Linked DNA regions of Mus musculus: regions 2 and 3 are each linked to region 1. The links are chromatin contacts, called in public Hi-C and HiChIP or PLAC-seq maps. All regions are on one chromosome and are shown on one strand. Each heading gives the region's core, a stretch centred on a gene start, on an enhancer-like site or on the middle of the called end of the contact. The rest is flanking DNA. Distances are from core to core; before and after follow the strand shown.

Evidence for each region. HiChIP or PLAC-seq counts read pairs in DNA pulled down with a chosen protein or histone mark. Hi-C and Micro-C count contacts between places; a contact is called where the count stands out from the background.
Region 2: a CTCF HiChIP or PLAC-seq map of CD8 T cells shows a contact between it and region 1, with 8 read pairs. The contact joins two enhancer-like sites. A contact is called at or near these places in 1 of 39 promoter capture datasets (the C10 cell line), 3 of 15 datasets of contacts at CTCF or cohesin (CD8 T cells, large pre-B cells and pro-B cells), 39 of 484 Hi-C or Micro-C datasets (B cells, the C10 cell line, CD4 T cells and 23 more), 4 of 115 datasets of contacts at active chromatin or transcription factors (bone marrow-derived dendritic cells, effector CD8 T cells, large pre-B cells and 1 more) and 1 of 9 other capture datasets (adipose tissue).
Region 3: a Hi-C map of regulatory T cells shows a contact between it and region 1, with 8 times the contacts expected there. The contact joins two enhancer-like sites. A contact is called at or near these places in 1 of 39 promoter capture datasets (the C10 cell line), 7 of 15 datasets of contacts at CTCF or cohesin (the NIH/3T3 cell line, embryonic stem cells, large pre-B cells and 2 more), 157 of 484 Hi-C or Micro-C datasets (the 3T3-L1 cell line, the 63-12 cell line, the AML12 cell line and 71 more), 34 of 115 datasets of contacts at active chromatin or transcription factors (Th2 cells, a beta-TC-6 cell line, bone marrow-derived dendritic cells and 19 more) and 5 of 9 other capture datasets (adipose tissue, bone marrow-derived macrophages, embryonic stem cells and 2 more).

Annotation. Positions count from the first base shown.
Region 1 is chr1:60,537,924-60,541,174 of GRCm38.p6, reverse strand. The region is part of intron 1 of Raph1 (Ras association (RalGDS/AF-6) and pleckstrin homology domains 1); the gene reads left to right. Among named protein-coding and RNA genes, the nearest start is that of Raph1, 27 kb to the left of the region's middle. Within about 2 kb of position 1,669, at least 24 of the 459 cell types and tissues checked have an H3K27ac peak or open chromatin away from gene starts, as enhancers often do. A contact at or near this core is called in CD8 T cells, Th1 cells, Th17 cells and 5 more, where this site is marked.
Region 2 is chr1:60,939,589-60,942,839 of GRCm38.p6, reverse strand. All of the region lies in intron 9 of Gm34649 (a long non-coding RNA gene), which reads right to left. Among named protein-coding and RNA genes, the nearest start is that of Gm34649, 20 kb to the right of the region's middle. Within about 2 kb of position 1,614, at least 58 of the 459 cell types and tissues checked have an H3K27ac peak or open chromatin away from gene starts, as enhancers often do. A contact at or near this core is called in CD8 T cells, Th1 cells, Th17 cells and 4 more, where this site is marked.
Region 3 is chr1:60,856,295-60,859,545 of GRCm38.p6, reverse strand. No RefSeq gene overlaps it. Among named protein-coding and RNA genes, the nearest start is that of Gm38137, 5.9 kb to the left of the region's middle. Within about 2 kb of position 1,740, at least 18 of the 459 cell types and tissues checked have an H3K27ac peak or open chromatin away from gene starts, as enhancers often do. A contact at or near this core is called in memory CD8 T cells and regulatory T cells, where this site is marked.

The DNA.
Region 1 (3,251 bases), core at 420-2,919:
TCTTTCTGAAAGACTGGTTTAATTTGCTTAATCTGAGATGAACATTCTTTCATACATTTTTTTGACCATTTCTATTTCATTTTTGAGAACTATCCTTTCATTTAATTTAGCCCATTGTCAAATACGTTGATTTCATGTTTAGTTTTTGTTTTTGTCTTCCTTTAGTTATCTGTATACTCTAGATATCCTGTTAGTTGTATAACTAGCAAAGATTTCCTCCCAGTTTTGTAGGCAGTCTCTTTCTTTACTGTGCCGAGACTTGCTGACCTCATGAGTTCCCATTCGCTTTAGGATAGGATTCTTTAGTTCTTTGTTTAAGCACTCCTATAATCAAGATCAGAAAATATGACATGGATTCATTACTGTGATTTTGTTCACAATAGATAGTAAATTTTATCTCTCATCCTAATGTTGTCCTTTATATTTAACCTTTGTCTATTTTATGTAGATCTAGGTTCCTACCTAAAATCCAACATCACATTTAGCTGTGTGTTCGTTCCTCTTACAATTCCTCAGCCTTTATGATTTTGAAAGTTATACGCCAGTTAGTTTTTTAAAAGTTTCAGTGGTTTGACTACTTTTTGACAGGAATACTATAGAATAGTGACTTCTGACTCATGTAATGTTGGCTTGCCTCAACATTGTGATACAGTGATCACTTGGTTAAGGCAGTGTCTTCCCATGTGGAGAAGTACTCTGAGAATACGTAGTCTTATTAAATTTCCGTTCTCTAGCTCTAGTGTGTTGATGATTCCCTTCCTTGATTAAAACAATAAGTTACTTTCATTTCTTTAAAAATTCAGTGCTGCTGGGCGGTGGTGGCACACACCTTTAATGGCAGTGCTTGAGAGGCAGAGGCAGGCCAATCTCAAGTTGGAGGATAGCCTGGTCAGAGCAAATTCCAGGACAGCCACGCCTACTCAGAGAAACCCTGTCTCAAATAAACAACAAAAACAAAACAAAACAAAAAACCCTCAGTGTTTGCTTATGATAACTAGAAAATCATGATTTCTTTTCCTGTCATTTCATCTATATTAACTACTTGGCATTCTGTGATAAGAAAGAGTGTTTATATCAGTATGGTCCTCTTATCCTCCACATATGCACCATTGCACATTCACTTACATACAATAAATAGTAAAGTAAGAATGTAATAAGAACTAAGAACAGATGCATAGAATTGCTCTCACAAAACTTAGTGAATGTGTGGAACATAAATTTCAAAATTTTTTATTATTTACTTTTAAATATGTGTATTAGTGTTTTGCCTCTATATATGTTTGTGCACTGTGATTGTACTTGGTGTCTGTTGGAGGTCACAAGAGGGTGTTGGAGCCCCTGGAACTGGAGCATTATTGATAGTTGCAGTCTCCAAAATGGGTGCTAAGAATTAAACTTGGGTACTCTGCAAGAGCAACAAGTGCTTTTAACCGTTGAGATATATCTCTAGCCCAGAACATTTAAAAGAAAACATCTAAGGAAAGAAAAAAATTAAAACAATCTTTATATTTCTAAGGCTATTAAATTCCCATTTTTCATTTAAGCAGTTTACAAGTTTCAGGATTTAGATCACAGCGAAACTAAATGTCCCGTATTAAAAGAATACAATGTAGCTTAGGAGAGGAACCACATAAACATAGCAGACTCTAGCCTGTTCTATGAGTCAACAGCCTCTTGTCATCTCATTCTCCATCCACTTTATACTGTGTGGTTTCCTATTTCCTTCATTTTGGGGCCTTTCATCTTTTTGTGCTTTGCTAAATGTAATATTCTCTCTCTCTCTCTCTCTCTCTCTCTCTCTCTCTCTCTCTCTCTCTCTCTCTGGCATGGTTGTGCATGGGTGTGTATGTGCATGCGTTTTTTACTTTGTAACAGTTGTATCTTGCTTAGTTGGAGGCACTCCTTGAATGTGGAAGTCTTCACATTCTATTTAGAATTACTTTAGAATTACTTATATTACAGCAGTATAGGAGGTGTTTCATTTCAACAAGTCACTTTTTAATAAGAAAGCTAATAGAAAATAACTGAAAATGAACAAAAATTGTCTGAAGGAGTAAACATTTACGTTGTAATAGAAGAAAATACTTAGGTATGTTATTTTTTTAACCCAATGATACCTAATTTCTTTATAGTATACTACAATATTATTCTAGTTTGTGCTGCCTTTAACCTAATCACAGCTACATAAAAATGCATCACTTGATTTCTTAAAAGTATCTGAAGCCAACAGTCATTTATATTTTAATTGTCAAACTTTAGAGGATATAATACCCGGAGGGACTTTAAAATTTCTTACCTCCTTGACATTAGTTTTTAGTAGGTCATAGACAAGTCATTTATATACTGTAAGTGTGTTGTGGGAAAAGTTATCTTAGCAGTCAGGAGCTAAGGAATACCACAAAGTCACACTGCACAACAAACCTCACACAAGAGATTTATTGGGAAAGACACAAGAAGATGGATGCCTCTGCCCAGGTGAAAAGCAGCAGAGAACTGAACAGGAGGCAGGCTTTATATAGGGCTTCTTGAGGGTAGAGCTTACCAGGGGATCTCCGATTGGAGAGATACTGTGGCCTGATCTTAGGGGGCGTTGCTTTGTTTTGTTTTCTGTGGTAGTTGTGGGGGTTGGCAGGGGGTTCAAGCTTTGAGGAGCTTACATATACTGACTTTTAGGTGGCTAGAGAAACAGTTTCATAGTTATGAACACTTAATCCTCTTCCAGAGGAACTGAGTTCAGTTCCTAGCATCCGCATCAAGCAGCTCACAGCCATCCATAACTTCAGCTCCAGGGAAATTTGACTACCTCTTTTAGCCTCCAAGTAGTCCTCACATATGAATAAACTTGTGCAGACACAGATATACATGTAAATGAAAATAAAACAAATCTTGAAACAAATAAACAACATATACCCCCAGGTACTTTTGATATATATCACAGCTAGAACATTGTCTTACAGGATAAATGTCTAACTCAATGGTTCTTAACCACCGTCTGGGTTGCATATTAGATATGCTGCATATCAGATATTTACTTTTTAATTCAGAATGGTAGCAAAATTAAAGGTATGAAGTAGCAAAGAAATAATTCTGTGGTTGGGGGTCACCACAATGTGAGGAACTGTATTAAAGGTCTCTGCATTAGGAAGGTTGAGAACCACTGGTCTAACTCTTTCGAATGGTATGTAGTTCTGCAGTTCCCTTGTCTCCAGCCTCCTCTTCTTCCATGAGTTTATACTTCACCTCAAGAACAC
Region 2 (3,251 bases), core at 365-2,864, 400 kb before region 1:
ATATTTGGGAGTGTTTGCATGTATGTGTAGTACATATGCATGCACACATGTATGTGGACACAAACATGTGTGGGTGTGCATGCATGTGTGTACGCTTGCAGAGGTAGCCCAAGGTCAATGCCAGAAGTCTTTTTTGAGCATTCTCCACCTTATATATTGAAGCAGGGTCATTCACTAAACCTGGAGCCTGCTATTTCAGATAATCTGAGTAGACAGCTTGCTCCAGGGAACTCCAGCACCTGCCTCCCTTATGCTGAAATTAAAGGCAAGCTGCCACACCCACTTGGCCTTTGCAAGGGTTCTGGAGCTCTTAACTCTGATGGTTCTCAGTCTTGCATGAAAAACACTTAACTAACAGAGCCATTTCTCCAACCTAAAAGAGCCTAACATGTTAGAGGTCTCCAAAAAAGGAGCAGAGAAAAAGAGTTGGGGCATCTAAAGAAAGAAAAATTGGCTCGTGCAACTATAGAGGCTGGCAAAGTCTAAAGGTCTGCTGATAGCCAACAGAGCCCCAGGGGAGTCGCTATATGCTTCTAGTTTAGATTGAGATTAGCCTGAGGATGAGGAAATAATTGGTGGCATTATCAAGTATCTGGGCATCGTGTGGACCAGTGAACAGATAAAATTAGCTACCAAGGTCTTTCATCAATAGACTTCTGGATCTAAGCCAACAAAAGACAGATTCACGTGACCCACACAAACACCAATGAATCTATCCTTGACAAATGCTAATGGCCAAGGTGCTGGTGGAGATGAGGGTAGAGCAGGAGAAGGGACAGGCCTCCTTGCTGAACCTGTTCTTTAAGCTGAAGAAGAAGGCAGATACATGAGAGCCAGCGATGGTCGCCTCCTTTACCGTGAAACTCAAACCGTAGATCTTGACATTTACAAGTGAAATAGAGAAAAGTTAAAAGGTAACATACAGGCTCAGAGACTTTCATGTCAAGGGGGGGGGGGGAGATTCTGCAAAGGGAGAGAGGCTATTGAGAATGGCACTACAGTTCTGTGGTTTTTCTAGAAAGCAGGGGCCACAGGGTTTGGCAGTAATAAGCTACTTCCATACCCTTAATATTCACAAACACAGAAGATTGAGGAGAGGAAAAGGCCACAATAGAAACAAAGTAGGGGAAGAAACTTTCTTACCAACTGGAATTTTACAAACCACAGAATTCTCTGCTGGCAATCTTAAAGAGCCCCACAATGAAGATTAAACCTATGGTCTGGGCCCATTGGCATTCACATCAAATACCCCATAAATGCTCAAAAATGAAAATAACAGGAAGGGGGAAAAAAAAGAAAAATCTCTATAGAAGTTCCAAGTAGGGTAAAAAGATCACCAAAAAGAAATTTTGAAGCTAAGTCAGCACTTTGTAGTGGGAAGTGAAAGAGAGAAGAGGAACTGAATTTCAAAACTCAAGAGAAGCTCCATAAGTCAGAAGGTACCATTTGTGGATCTGAGTACAATTTTCTCTGGGATTTGTTTAGTGGTAGCAAATTCTCTATCTGCAGTCCATTGCTGAGGCTACATTAGTTTTCAGGCCATCATATGGACCACATAGCATAGGAAACCCAATCAGAGGCAAGAAGACTCAGCTATTGCTTGAGTGTGAGCCTATAGCTCATGCCCTCAGTGCATTAGGGAGAACACCTAGCGATACCACAAGAGCTGCACACCTGACCAGCAATATCCTGTTTTGAAAAAACTAAAGAAAAGTCAGTTAATTGCCATCATTTGAAGATCAAATCTGGTTACTACCTTCTAGGCTGAAAATCTTCTTTTTCTAATTAAGATCCTGGAAATCTTCCAAAGGGGATGTGTGCCCTCACCCAGCCCCTCCTACCCAAGAAAGCAGCTCTTTGCCTTGTGCCACAGCAGAGAGAGAGAATCACCCATGTCCGGGTGTGTAGAAATGGTACCTTGTTTCCTGACCACTCTTAGAACTGTAGCAAGAGGTAGAGAAATTGGAAGCAAAGGAGTTGGAACAGGGAGATAAAGCAAGGGAGCAATACCAAAGGGGAAAAACCCCATGCTTGCTTCTCTCTCATTTCCCCTTTCCAAACACAATCTGCAGAGGAGCTCAAACACAAGCTTTCTTTTCACTTTTCCAATAAGTATGTTTGTTACCCCTCCCACTGAAGGAAGTTTTCCAAACCCTGTTGGTTTGTCTTAACAGGTTGGAGGGATTCCCATTAGAAAAGAGACACTGGAGAGCCCTAGTTAATAACTCCTGAGCAGGAGAGCACAGGTCACATCTCTCTGGACAGGTGGCATACAATACACTCTGTGTCTTAAGCCAATGCCAGTTCTGAAAAGGACAAGATGGAGTAACTGGTGTTTGTCAAGCAAAGCTAAGAGATGAGAAGGGATGGGGACCTCTGCCAACAGGATGAGCCGCTCTAGGCGACAAAGATAAGGTCACCCAGGCATTTAAAGGGTTAAGTCAAGATGAGCAAAAAGAAAAGGAATAAGCTGAGACCCGGGGTAAGTGAGACAGAGATGGCCCACCACACAGTTCGTGACTCCAGATCTCATGCATCATGGTATCCAGTATTTTAGATTTGCTATTTTTGTTTTAAAATTATGTGCATGTGTAAGTGTGGATGCCACTAGAGGTCAGAAGAGGGTGTTAGACCCCTTGTAGCTGGAGTTGTGGGTGGTTGTGAGTCATCAGATCTAGGTTTCTGAACATGGGTCTTCTACAAGAACAGTACATGCTCTCGACCACTAAGGCATTCCCTTATCCCAGAGTGTTTTAGATAACATGTCACCCATATAAGTTATACTCTGGTGCCCCTTCTTACCAGACCATTCTCATCTTAAGGAACTCACTTCCTCTCCAAAGATAGAGACCTTTGACCACATGACTCAAGAATGCTATAACAGAAGACAGTTGTATCCTCAGCTAAGTTGGGTGCCCTGATCATGCCTATGGTCCATCCATGTCCTTGATGATGCAGAACTTTAGGGTTACTTGACTCCAAAGAATGCACCTGCCCATTCAGGTTGTTCCTGCAGGATCTTCAAGTTCCCAGGATTTCCTGAATCCCAGCCTTCAGTATCTGTAGGGTTTTCTAAAGTTTCCTTCTATCCCAGTGTTTACAACATGGATCCCCACATCCCTCTTCAACTACATCCTGTCTATAAAGTTCAACGAGCTGTGACAGTACTGTGCCACACCACTTTAACAGACTCCAAAACTTCTCCATGTTTTGAGTTCACAGTGCAATAAGATGAGATCACTGGCTCCTCT
Region 3 (3,251 bases), core at 491-2,990, 320 kb before region 1:
ATTTCACTACTGAGAGAAGGCTGGGATACGATGCTGGCTTAGCCTCCCATCTATGTTTCACAGGTTGACAATGGGAGCAGTTTCATCATAATAACCCCAGCATCTTCAAAGGGAATCTGCTAGACAGTATGGGAGCAGCTTCACTAACTGAGAGGACCATGGATGGCTCCAAACACAGCAGCGTACTCCAGAGCCTCAGTGTTATATCAAAGCATGCCTGTAAACACTAGATAAAACATAAAATGTAGAGTGCACTTGGCAGCTACTCAGGAGTTAAAAATAAAATTACCACCCGGCCCAGTAACTCCAGTCCATAGTATGCACTCATTCCTCAAGTAGATTAAAACAGAAAGTTTACTTATATGTTAATATTTCTAGCATCCTATGCACAATAGTCCCAAACAGGAAACAATCAAAGTGTCTAGCAACCGAGGACATTTTTTTGATGCTTTTTTTTTTTTTTTTTGGTCCGTGTATCAGAATGCAAATTCCTGCGATAAAAGGAATGAAGTTTTGATGTGTACTTCAACAAGAGTAGAATTAGCAAACTCTAGATGTGGTAAAATAAAGTAGACATGGGAAATGTAGCGGGTGTCCTGGTCCTGGTAGAAGGTGATAAATTCATAGAGGCAGGAATAGAAGTGAAGAGTATCTGAGAGAAAGGAAACTGGACACTGTTGTATAATAGGCACAGAGGTACCATTTGCAACAGAGGTTCTTCAAGCAGTAGTGGTGACCGTTACTCACACTGTTAACGTATTTAATGTCAATGAACGCTGCACATAAAATGGCTAAAAGAATAACATTTATGTCATATTGTACCACAATAAAAAAATAGTTTTAAAAAAACCCAAAGTATCTAGGACTTTTTCTTTAAAGATTTTCAGTTACCTAAGATATATCCATTTTCTTCTTTTTCTTTACCAACATAGCCTTGATTTATTGGAGTAACATTGTGTCCAGGAGGAAAATGTTTTCTCCCATAGCCCCTGAAGGCAGCGGTAGCTACATGACTTTAAGTTGTCTAAAGTGATATAAGCTCCCCTGGTTTCCAGGAGAGGAGAAGAGATTCTGGAAGAGTTCCTTGAAAATTGAGGATGAGAGACACATTTATCTGGTGTACAGAAAACCAGATGGTAGGAAGAGAAGAAGCTGAGGGACTGGAGAAGTCGGCGAGCTGCTGTGGCTTTTGTGGAACGCTTCTTGGAGTCTTTGAGAGAAAAGGCTCCTGTCTGATTTTATCCCAAATGCCTACTGGGATACACAGATCCTATCAGCTCACCGCATCAGCCCCCGTGTTTATTGTATCTACTGGTTTTGTCATGGAAGGGGTGCAGTACCAGAGTAGGGTTGACATGTCAGGAAACAGAGGACTTAGCCATCAGACTAATTGAAATTTATTCGGAGCTAAAGAGCTGAGTAAACCTCCCAGCCTGCGCTTCTGCCACAGATGCAATTCTAAAACATGGAGACACCATTTCCTGTCCCCTGGGGCAACCATGTTGATAGATGAGCTTCATCAGCTAGCTCAAGTGTGAAGAGTCTGTTATTCCCAGGAGGGAGAGACATGGAAGTGTTCTCTCCAGCTCCCTGATACATCCAGGGGAAGACAGTGGACTTCTTAACCCAGGTCAGAGTTAAATGAACACGGGGAGGAGATAAACAGACAGATGCCTTTGTGTTGTGGGGGTGATCGATCCTCCACCCCACAGCTCAGCTGACTTCCTCTTCCTCCTTGACCTTCACCTCTACTCTACCCTGCCAACGACTTCCTGGCGTGTCCACACCCAGGATCACGTCAGCTCCAGAGCAAGCTTCTTCAGCAAAATCTCACTATCTTACTACTCCACCCTCCTTCCAGGGAAGCTGTATTGCATGAGCATCCTTTCGAACATGTTGATAGGTATTATCGGCTATGGTTTATAACAAAAGAACAAGGGCATACACTGACAAGCTACCCAGGTGCTGGGAGCAGAACCCACAAGGCAGCACACAACTATCTATAACTTCTGTTCCAAGGGATTCAACGCCCTCTTCCGGCCTCTTGAGGTAACTGGCACACACGTGGTACCCAAGCATATGCCAGCACTTATGCATAGAAAATAAAAATAAATCTTAAAAAAAAAGAAAACCTCAGAAAATAATATTTGAAGGAACATGTTTCTGGGATGTGGTGGTATTTATCTATAATTCAACAATGGGAAAATAAAGACAGGAGGATCAGGGAACCAAGCTCATGCTTGGCTACAAAAAGACTCTGAGGCCAGCCTGGGCAACATGACAGTTTGTCTCAGAGGAAAAAAAAATTACTAAAGAATGTGTTAAATTGTGGTGTGTCTATAAAGTTGAACTTTGTGAAACAAGTTAAGGCTGAGACAAAGTTATATACAACAATACAAAAAGCTTCCGATTATACACTCATAGAAGAGCAAAATAAATGATTATGTATACATATGGGTATGTCTACAAATGCATAGACATGGATATATATACATGTAGATATACATACACTGAATATACACTTTATATGCTAACCATATCATATATATATATATATATATATATATATATATATATACAAACACACACACACACAAATAGCATACCTTTAATACCTATCTCTATAAAACACACACACACATGATTGCACACTCTATTATACCATCTTTGACAGAATATGTAAGAAACAACAACAGTAGAAGACAGAGAAGGATGGTAGAAAAGGAGAATTGCTTGTCAGTGTGTGCTCTTGTTCTCATGCTGTAAACCATATGCCAAAACTATCTATCAAGGTTTTCCGAATGCTCATTCAATACAGCTTCCCTGGCATATCACTCCCCATAACCAGCATCTTTCCACCTAAAGTACTTCTGTGGCCACCAGAGTCCACTGTACCTACATCTATGACACCTGACGTCATCAACCAATGGCTCCTGCAGAAGCAGGTGAGAACTGGCTCATAGTGGTGACAGTTGGGGGTGGGAGAGGTGTCCACACTGGTTCCCAGAGTTCCCCAGGAGAATTCTGCACATATACTCTTGGTTGGCTTCTTTGTCTCCTATCTTATTCCTCTCATTCTTTCTTTTAAAGTGTGTGTGTGTGTGTGTGTGTGTGTGTGTGTGTGTGTGTGTGTGTGTGTGTGCGCGCGCGTGTGTGTACAGAATCCAGGAGAAAGTGATTCCTCCTGTTGAAGCTGAAATTGCAGGCATTGCCATGAATACTGGAAACTCACTTTGGGTCCTCTGGAAGAG